Linked DNA regions of Macaca fascicularis: region 2 is linked to region 1. The links are chromatin contacts, called in public Hi-C maps. All regions are on one chromosome and are shown on one strand. Each heading gives the region's core, a stretch centred on a gene start, on an enhancer-like site or on the middle of the called end of the contact. The rest is flanking DNA. Distances are from core to core; before and after follow the strand shown.

Evidence for each region. A called contact is a pair of places that touch in the nucleus more often than the background predicts.
Region 2: a Hi-C map of skeletal muscle shows a contact between it and region 1, with 6 times the contacts expected there. The contact joins the enhancer-like site here to the promoter of SLCO3A1 in region 1. A contact is called at or near these places in 2 of 2 Hi-C or Micro-C datasets (liver and skeletal muscle).

What each region holds. Positions count from the first base shown.
Region 1 is chr7:76,598,382-76,603,215 of T2T-MFA8v1.1, forward strand. It overlaps SLCO3A1 (solute carrier organic anion transporter family member 3A1), which reads left to right and starts at 1,583. Exons shown (of 11, transcript XR_012415465.1): 1 at 1,583-1,957.
Region 2 is chr7:76,819,244-76,823,682 of T2T-MFA8v1.1, forward strand. The region is part of intron 2 of SLCO3A1 (solute carrier organic anion transporter family member 3A1); the gene reads left to right. Among named protein-coding and RNA genes, the nearest start is that of SLCO3A1, 220 kb to the left of the region's middle. Within about 2 kb of position 1,473, at least 3 of the 6 cell types and tissues checked have an H3K27ac peak or open chromatin away from gene starts, as enhancers often do.

The DNA of each region.
Region 1 (4,834 bases), core at 333-2,832:
TGATTCAGGAAGTGGGGAAAATGGGAAGAGACTTCTGTGGAGGGCGCCAATTCAGATAGGACGTGGCCTAGACAAGGTGGGGGCATCTCAAAGCGACACCAAACCTGGGTGAGATCATGTCTGGAGCCACAGAAGGATGAAGCAGTTTATATTTAAATGCCATGGCAAAACAACACCTCCACCATTACACCCTCTATTCTCATTCAAGTTCTTCGGAAGAAAGGAAAAATATGGTAGGGTTCATTGCTATTCAGTTTTGAAGTTGAGCCTGCATTTAGACACAGGAGCCTGGGAGAGTGGGTCATTTTCTTTGACACAATTATTAAGGAAAACATTTTAAATGATTCCTTGAGTCCCCCAGTGGCCCAGGTGGAAGGTGCTGTTTCCTGGTACCTGTCCAGTCCTCTGAGCTTTTCTCTCAGCTTCCAAACGCTGCAGTTGACAACTAGCAGATCCTATTGGTAGTGCCCTGTGGCCCACACTCCTTGGTAACGGTGAGAGTGGGGAGTAATTAGGAGCGGCTGCCATGGGTCAGGCATTCAGGTCAAGGCCGAGGATGGTGGCCAGGGCCACAGAGCCAGGGGAGGGTGGGGACCCAGCAGGCCTGTGGCTGGCCGCTTTCTGCGCGCTCGAGCCACTGGGCCCTGGGCGGATGGAGGGCCGGACAAGGCCCTCTGCTGGGGCCGCGGCGATCTTGCAGCGCCTGGACACTGAGGCTGGGGCACCAACAGTCCGTGGGGCTCCCGACGTATTCCTCTAACTTCCCCTTTCTCTCTTTTCGGTCTGGGGCCTTTTCAACACCCTCTGTGGTCGGGGAGAGCTGGCGCAGAAACCGGCAGGCGGCAGAAGCCTCAAGCAGCTCTGACCTCTGGCACCTCCCCAAGGCCCAGAGCATAACATCTGTCCCCAGAAATCCCCAGGCGGAGAAGAGCGCGCGCCAAACCCTTCCTGGGTAGTCAGTATTCTCCCTTCCTGGGAAGAGCCTGCCCTCTGAGGCTTGGGCACCGGGGTTCCCGAGCGCCGGGTCCGAGCCCCGCGGGGGCGCCTCCGCACCCCATCTCCGCGCCCGGCGCAGAGCCGCCAGTCTCCGCCGCGGGGCCCCATGACCCGCAGCGCCACCTAGGGGCCGGGCGCCGCCTCCCTCCCTCAGGGGCACCCCCCGTACTCCGCAAGGACTCCCCGTCTCCCCAGTTCTCCCGGCAGCCGGACCCTCCCCGCCTCGGCCGCCGGGCCGCCCTCCGCGTCCCAAGCCCGCCTCCCGTCCCTCCCCGGGGGCGCACCGGCAGCGGGGAGCGGCGCGGCGAGGGCGCGCAGCGGCGGCCCAGGCCCAGGCCTCCGGGCTGGGGCTGGGGCTGGGGCTGGGGCTGGGGCTGGGGTTGAGGGGTTGAGAGCAGGCGCGGCCGGCGGGCGAGGGGAAGCGGACGATGGCAGCGGCGGGCGGTCGCGGGAGGCGAGGCGGCGGCGGCGGCGGCGGCGGCGGCGGGCGGCGCGAGGAGCCCCTGTGATTGGCACAGCCGGAGCCGGAGGAGGAGGCGAGGGGAGGGCGGAGGCGGGGGAGGAGGAGGAGGAAGGGGCGAGCGCGGCGGCGGCGGCGGCGGCGGCGAGGAGCTGTGCTTTCCACCTCTCCAGCCCCGGCAGGACGGGGGCGGCAGCCGCGAGCCCGGGGCGGGGACAGCACGCAGCCTCGAGGCGCGCACCCCCACCGGGCAGCGGCCCCGACACCCGGGGCGAGCGGGAAAGCGGCAGCGGCGGCGGCGGCGGCGGCGGCGGGGGAAGGATGCAGGGGAAGAAGCCGGGCGGCTCGTCGGGCGGCGGCCGGAGCGGCGAGCTGCAGGGGGACGAGGCGCAGAGGAACAAGAAAAAGAAAAAGAAGGTGTCCTGCTTTTCCAACATCAAGATATTCCTGGTGTCCGAGTGCGCCCTGATGCTGGCGCAGGGCACGGTGGGCGCCTACCTGGTGAGTCCCTGAGCCAACTCCGCCGTGGGCCCCTTCCCCAGCCCGGCTCCCGAACGGCCGCCTGGCACGAGAAGGGGGCCGCCCGGCGCTGGGGGCAGGCGGGCATGACCTCGGTCCGGCGTGGAGGTTGGCGAGTGGTGCAGAGGCGGCCGCCGGGGGAGCTGCCGGCCGGGGCTGCCAGCGAGCGGGTAGCGGGCGGGACCGTTGATGCCGGTAGCAGCTCGCGCGCGCCCTGCTGGGGCTGGGGGTGCTGGAGGACGAGAGGCGGCGGGCAGGTGGGCGTAAAACTATTCCTCTCACCCGCTTAAGAGCCGAGCGAGACGGTGACTTCAGGGCTCTCCTTGGAGAGGAAAGCAATCGGGGTTTGCAGGTGACCCGCACATGGGAAGAAAAACCAGTTAGCATCCTGCGTCCTCTACTCTCCATTGCATCCTCCTCGAGAACAAATCTATTATGCATCATTTTCTCCGGGCGCTTTCTACATCCGCCAATTACAGGGGGATATAACAGCTTAGAGTAAAATGCTCCCTAGTGTGGCCCTGACCTGAGTCGGGGCTGCAGGGGGATTATTCCCACTCGGCATCCCTATAGCCCTCTTTCAGCGTCTGCGATAAAGTTACGGTACCTAGAGAGCAGCTGCGAGTTTGTGTAGTTCCTGCTATCCACTCTTAGTGCTAAATTCCCCATCGTGGTCTGTCGCCCACAGAAGGTTGCACCATTTTGCACAATGAATATGTATTTTATTTGCCTCCAGAAAGGGGATGTTAATGCTCAGAGGGCCCATGGGTGCATAACATTTCAGAGGAAACAGCTTGTAATGACTCAGCACTGTCAGGTACCTACTTTGTCGCTTTTGCCTCCCCTCCTCAGGTGGTCCCAACTTGAGTTCCAGAGAGCGTGCTTCCACACCTGAGTACAGTCCTGTCTAAACGGGAAAAATTTTTTTAGAGTTTATAGTGTTAAATCATTACTTGGCTATTGACCCGCAACTGGAATCAAATGTCATAGACTTTGAGTATTCCTGAGCAAGTTTGATGGAGATAGAATTGGACAAGATTTTGGCCATTGAATAACCACATCTAGAGATAGAACCACGCGTATCCTGATGCTATGATTAATCCCTCATTCCTGGCCTTGGGGTAAAGTTAATGAGGGCCAGACACTGGGGGTTCTATACCATTCATAAACTATCTCTTAAGGCTCAGGGCTCACTGTTAAGGGGAAATACAAACAGTGCTTGGTCTCCGGTGTTAAGTAAGTTAGGTGGTTGTGAGAGAGAAGGTCTTCAAACTCAGCTCTGTTCCTGGGGTGACAATTTTAGGGCTTTTGAAAATCAAATACATTTCTGTTGCTCCTTCTGAGACGAAAAGCGTTTACGTCCCGGTCTCTGTCTTGTGCATTTGTAACTTGTAGACTGCAAGTGAACCCTGTAGTCAAAAGCACACCTTGTTTTCTGTTCTATAAAATAACACTTATTGTGCCTATAGTTATAATATGCAGTTGCAGACAGTACATATTGGCCCTTGGAATTTGAGGGATAGGGGATAATTGTGTTTTGGGAGTCAGTTTATCAGCCTTTCCTTAGGGGGAATTTGACTGTTAAAATATTTAAGTACATGTATTACAGAGATGCAAATACACATTAATAAAATATATGTGGGTCTGTACTGTGACATATGCAAAGTACATAATACCTAACCGGGTCTATGTTTAAAAGGAGGTAATTAGTATATCAACAGCTGCCTCCAGTTTAACGGTTTGTTTGCCTCAAACCAGTTTTGATCAGTAGAGTGCATTATTCATGTGTGGCAAACACCAACAGAACTTTTCACCCCAGGAATGATAAAAGGACGGGCTTACTATTTTTCGGTTGCAATGATCTAAGGATTTGACAAAGAAATGAAGCCGGTCTGCAACTAGATGAATGACCTAGCTCCTTTAGAAAGTTAAGAAGCCGAGTACTCCTGGAGTGGTGGACTTCTGAAGGCAGGGCTGGCCCCAGGAGATAGGAGGTTGACTTTAATCCCAGAACAGGGGAATGACAGGCAGAGGAGGAATTTGGTCCACCTGGTGGTGGCATCCTGGCACTTCTAGCCTTAGCTGATGGAAAGCCTGGTTGGGTGGGGTAGGGTAACAGGAGTCAACAGGTGACTTGCAGAAAGCAGCTGGAGGCCCAGGAGAGGACAGGCCTAGGAAATTGAATTCATTTTGATTACTAGGAGTGGAGGCATAAGGCTCTAAGGGCTCTGCTTTGCCCGGCTGCCCTCGTCTTTGCCTTGCCATCGGAGCCTCATGAAAATAAATAGTTGGCTTGTCAGGGTTGACTGACTCAGCTTGCTGTGGGCTTTGCTCTTCTGGGCCACTTCAGAGTTTTCTCTTCATCTGTTATTTGGGAGATGGGGAAAAAAAGTTTGCTCCTTCAGCCATGCGAGACTTCTCTGTGGATAATTGGAGAATGAAATATTGCAGGCTGTTTGCAGGAAAGGCAGATTTCTTCCTTTTAATTCATCATGGCTTTCTTAGGAAACCTGAGACCCTGTAGGGGACCACAGGGCAGGGTCCACGTGCTAAGTGTGCGTTATGTGTGATCTTTACATTGGCAATCAGCCTGCCCCTCTAATGAGGCATTTCCAGATACCTGAGGAAGGGCTTGCCTTGGGACAGTGCCAGCAATGCTCCCTTTCACAGAGAGGAGAGTGATAACAAATTCTATGCCAACGACATTATTTCCTATTAGATTCCCAGAGTCCACCTTCTTATTTCATCTCCCAAGGTGCCTTAAAATTTTGCAGTTTCATTTGCTTATTTTTTCTGAAAAGACAAATTTCCCAGTGTCCTGAATGACACTAGTGTAGGCTTCCCAACTGCAGAACTGAG
Region 2 (4,439 bases), core at 223-2,722, 220 kb after region 1:
GAAATTAGACTTTTCTGCTCAGCAAATTAGCTCTCAGATTGCATACCACATGAGTCCATTCCCCCACCCCCACCTTACTCCCACTTTCAAAGATGAATCAGATGGTTTACTCTGTTCTACTTTCCTCTTCAGAAAAGGGAAGCAGAATCCAAACCTAATTAAGACGGCGTTTCAGCTCTATAACTAAATTCATTCATAGCCCAACTGCACTGGGATACATGAGCTTCCTCTGGCCACCTCATATGGCAAACCTGGTTCAAATAGTTATCATTCATCATTTAGTCCCGAGTTTAAGTTTCTAGAAAAATTTTTAAAAATTAACTCTGCTCTTCTCGTGTTTGCTGGGGCCACAATGCTTCAGTCACTTGGATCAAGACAGCACGGAGGCCTCATACTAAAGCAAGCCTCTGAACATGCTCCTTATTAATTAACAGCTGCAGGCATTTGGAATATTCTGTCCGAATGGTGTTAACAGCCTCATCCCTTTGGTGGTCAGAACTAGAAAGCAGAAAGATCCCAAGTGAAGCTCCTCTTTTGAGCTACCTGCTAGCTCCCACCCCTCCTGCAGGCTTTGGACTTACCTGCCCTGTCACTCACAGCTGTGTGACCCTAGACATTCAGAACCTCTCTGTGCCTCATTCGCCCCATCTGTAACACGTTGGGTCACACAACTCTTTCACAGGGTGATTCCTAGAGATTCATGAATATTTGGAGATTCCTACTCTGTGCCAGGCACTGTGCTGGGCAGTAAGTAGAGAGACAAAGAGAAATAAATCTATGCTCCAAATCAGTGCTTCTCAATCAGGGGCTTTGCTCCCCCCAGGGGACATTTGCCAATAGCTGGAGATATTTTTGGTTGTCATGATGGGGGATAGAGGGTGCTACCAGGGTCTAACAGGCAGGTGCCTGGGATGCTGCTGAACATCCTACAATGTCCAGAATAGCCCCATGCCTGGAATTACTCACTTTGTCATGTCAGTAGTGCTGAGGTTGAGGAACCCTGATCTAATAGACCAATCCAGATAGATACGCAGATAATTTCAGTGCAGTGTGGTAGGAGTTACGAGAATTAAATAAAATATTTCATGTACAGGGGCCAAGACTTGGTAGTTCTCAGTGAAAGGTCATGCCCTGCAGTCCTTCATTCAGTGACCTGCGTCTTCAAGGACTCATGTTGGTAGTAGATAGCCAGAGAAAGAAGACAGTCTTTGCGTTCACTACACAAGGGAGGTGTTACTCCAGGTGCCCTACATCTGGCTTGCGTGATCCAGTCCTGACTCTAGGTTCCAGCTCTGTGAAAATCCCTGCCCATCTACAGGTTACCAGGACCTTGGGGGCAGAGGGATCCCAGAATGAGAACTGGAACTGCTGGAGGAGGAGGCAGCCTTCAGCAATGAGTATTCCTTTGCACTCACCCTTCCCTCTCATCTGAACACTCCCATCCCTCACTCGAGCTCTGCTGGCGAAAATGATGAATGAGTCACCAAGTGAATCACTGGGGAAAGCCCTCCCCAGGAGCTGTGGCTGAGACCCCACCCAGGCAACATAACTTCCTGGTTCCTTTCTTGCCTCTGCCCACAAAAGATTAAAAATAAAATGGGAAATAGTTAAGATGACTTGCTGCAGTAACTTTTATACTTTTATAATAAGAAAGTGAAAATGTTTAAGGAAGCCAAACTAGTAGGCTACCCGAATTAGGTCGAGCACGATGAAGACTCTCTTCTGTTGCGTTGGCATCAGGCTCATTCAGAACCGACTGCTTCAAGCAAGTCATTTTCCCAAAGAGGCAGAGGCAGGGTGGAAAGAAAACGTGAGCCTAAATAGAAATATCCAGGGCCTTAAGAAATCACTCACCCTCTCTGAGCATCTCGAAGTTTCCTGGCTTTCAAAATGGATTTGATGGCACCTCGTACCATTGTTTGGAGGGTAAAGGAGTTCAGGCATGTGAAGGGACTTCGAAAGTTAAAAGGAGTTCAGGCGTGTGAAGGGACTTTGAAAGTTAAACAGCCTTGTACAATTATTGCTAAATGTTGGGGATAGGATAATAGTATTGTAGCTTTGTTTTCATCTTTCAAAAACACGTCTTGAAATAGTTATGGAGGGTCGGGTGCGGTGGCTCATGCCTGTAATCCCAGCACTTTGGGAAGCCGAGGTGGGCAGATCACCTGAGGTTAGGAGCTCAAGACCAGCCTGGCCAACATGGAGAAACCCCATCTCTACTAATGATACAAAAATTAGCCAGGCGGGGGATGGTGCATGACTGTAATCCAAGCTACTCAGGAGGCTGAGGCAGGAGAATTGCTTGAACCCCAGGAGGTGGAAGTTGCAGTGAGCCAAGATCAGGCCACTACACTCCAATCTGGGTGACAGAGCAAGACTCTGTCTCAAAAAAAAAAAACACAAAAGTTATGGAGGAAATGATGTTCGGGATTTGCTTTGACATAAGGGTGGAGGAGTGGGAGGGGGCAGAGATGGAACCTTGACCATGAGTTGATGATGGTTGTGACTAGTGAGAGGTATTTGTGCCTTCGTTCTTCTAGTCTATTCTCTCTACTTTTATATTTGAAATTTCCACCATTTAAAAACATCTGTTAGATATTTTAGGTATACTGAACTATATACTTAAAAATGGTTAAGATGGTAAATTTTATGTTACAGACATTTTATCACAATTAAATATATATATACACATCCGTCTTTTAAAGTCAGTAATTGAGATCAGCAATATGTATGAGGCACAAGGAACACAGAAAAGCAATCATGTGAGAGGGAAAAAGAGAAAACCTTTTGCTCCCTTTTCTGGGAATTTGTTAAGTACAACCATTGAAAGAAGCAGGACTCTTCCTGGCTAGAGGACTAGAGAGTGAGCAGGGAGCTTTGGCCAGGACATTGGAAATGCCGTCCTGGGACCACGTGACCTGAGATGGTTGAGGAGCAGTCAGGTGCTACACACATGCCAGGCCTGTGCCTGCCCGGGAGCATGAGAATGAAGACAGGTTGCCCAAGCCTGGAGAGGCCCACTGTCCGCAGGGCAGGCATTCAGAGAGCACACCAGCACACCATCCTCGCGTTTGGCTACAAGAAAGGCAGATGAAGATACAGGACAGTGTGGAGGGCTCTGCGTGCTGGGCTGTTGTTTGGACTTAGATGAAATGGGAGCTATAATCACTTCCCTTTTTGCCTTTTAAAAAATATATGTAAGGGGAAAAAAATACATGTCAAAAATGGAGTCATTTGAAGCTAAGTGTCACCCATCTTGGAATAATTGTCCTCCAGCACTAAATTTTACAAAGTGATTGGTGGCACAGAGCACTCTTACTGATGGACAACACTGGCCTGGCAATGTAGGAGGGAATGCAGACCACTGGCAGAGCAGCAGAGTCTGGGGTGGGCTGTGGCCTCTCCTCTGGCCCCAATTCTTCAGTTGTGAGACCTGGGGATATGTCACTTCATCTCTTAGGCTCTCCGTATCCCCACCTTGAAGGACGGACTGGGTGGAATCCAAAGACTGATCACAGGCAGCTGTGTCTGTGTTTGCAGTTGTTCCTGGCAGGCAGACCACACTGGATGTGTCTTAGTCGTAATTTGGGGGCTCGGGCATGACGAGCTCTTGTTCCTTCTACTGAGTAACCTGCACTAGAACCTAAGGAGGCCTCTCAACCAGGGTCCTTTTTTCAGCTGTCACCAAGGGTACAATTAATAGCACAAATCAGTTCTTCCCTTTGACACACTTTGTGTGATATGCCTGGATAGCAAAGGCAACCCTTGTTCTGCTCGTTTTCCCTCCTGGATTCCAATAGCTTTCCAATTAGTTCATAGGTTTCAAGGGATTTGGATGGTGCAAAATGGAGGCCTTTTGGAAGAAATGAAAAATTCCAAGCCCAATGAGCATAACCACCATTCTTTTTTGGTTTTTTTCCTCACTGGCTAATGCATTGTATATTTAAAAGGAGATTTGGGCTCAGCCAAGCCTCAAGTCATTATTTACTCAACCTTTCTTTTTTTTTTTTTTTTTTTTGGTGGTTGTTGTCAACCCATTATAACCAACTGAACTCAGCCTTTCTTTAACGACTATTTTCTGTGTATCTGCTCTGGACTTAGGCGAATAGAAGATCTCAGAGAGATGACCCAGTAGGGGTGGTGGTTTTCAAATTTTGGCAATGGGCCTCTTTTTCTTTAAACAGAAGATTGATTTTCTGAGACTATGCAGCAACTTTGTGCAAAAAGTATATTTTTGTCCACAAACTTGGTCACTTAGAACAACAGAAGTTTATTATCTCATGGTTCTAAACACCATAAATCAGATCAAGCAGACCTGTGCTCCCTCCGGAAGCCAGGGAAGAATTCTTTCTTGCCTTTCCAGCTTCTGGTAGATCCAGGCGTTCCTTGGTCTGTCACTATGTAACTCCAGTCTGTGGCTTTACTGGCATCCTCTGCTC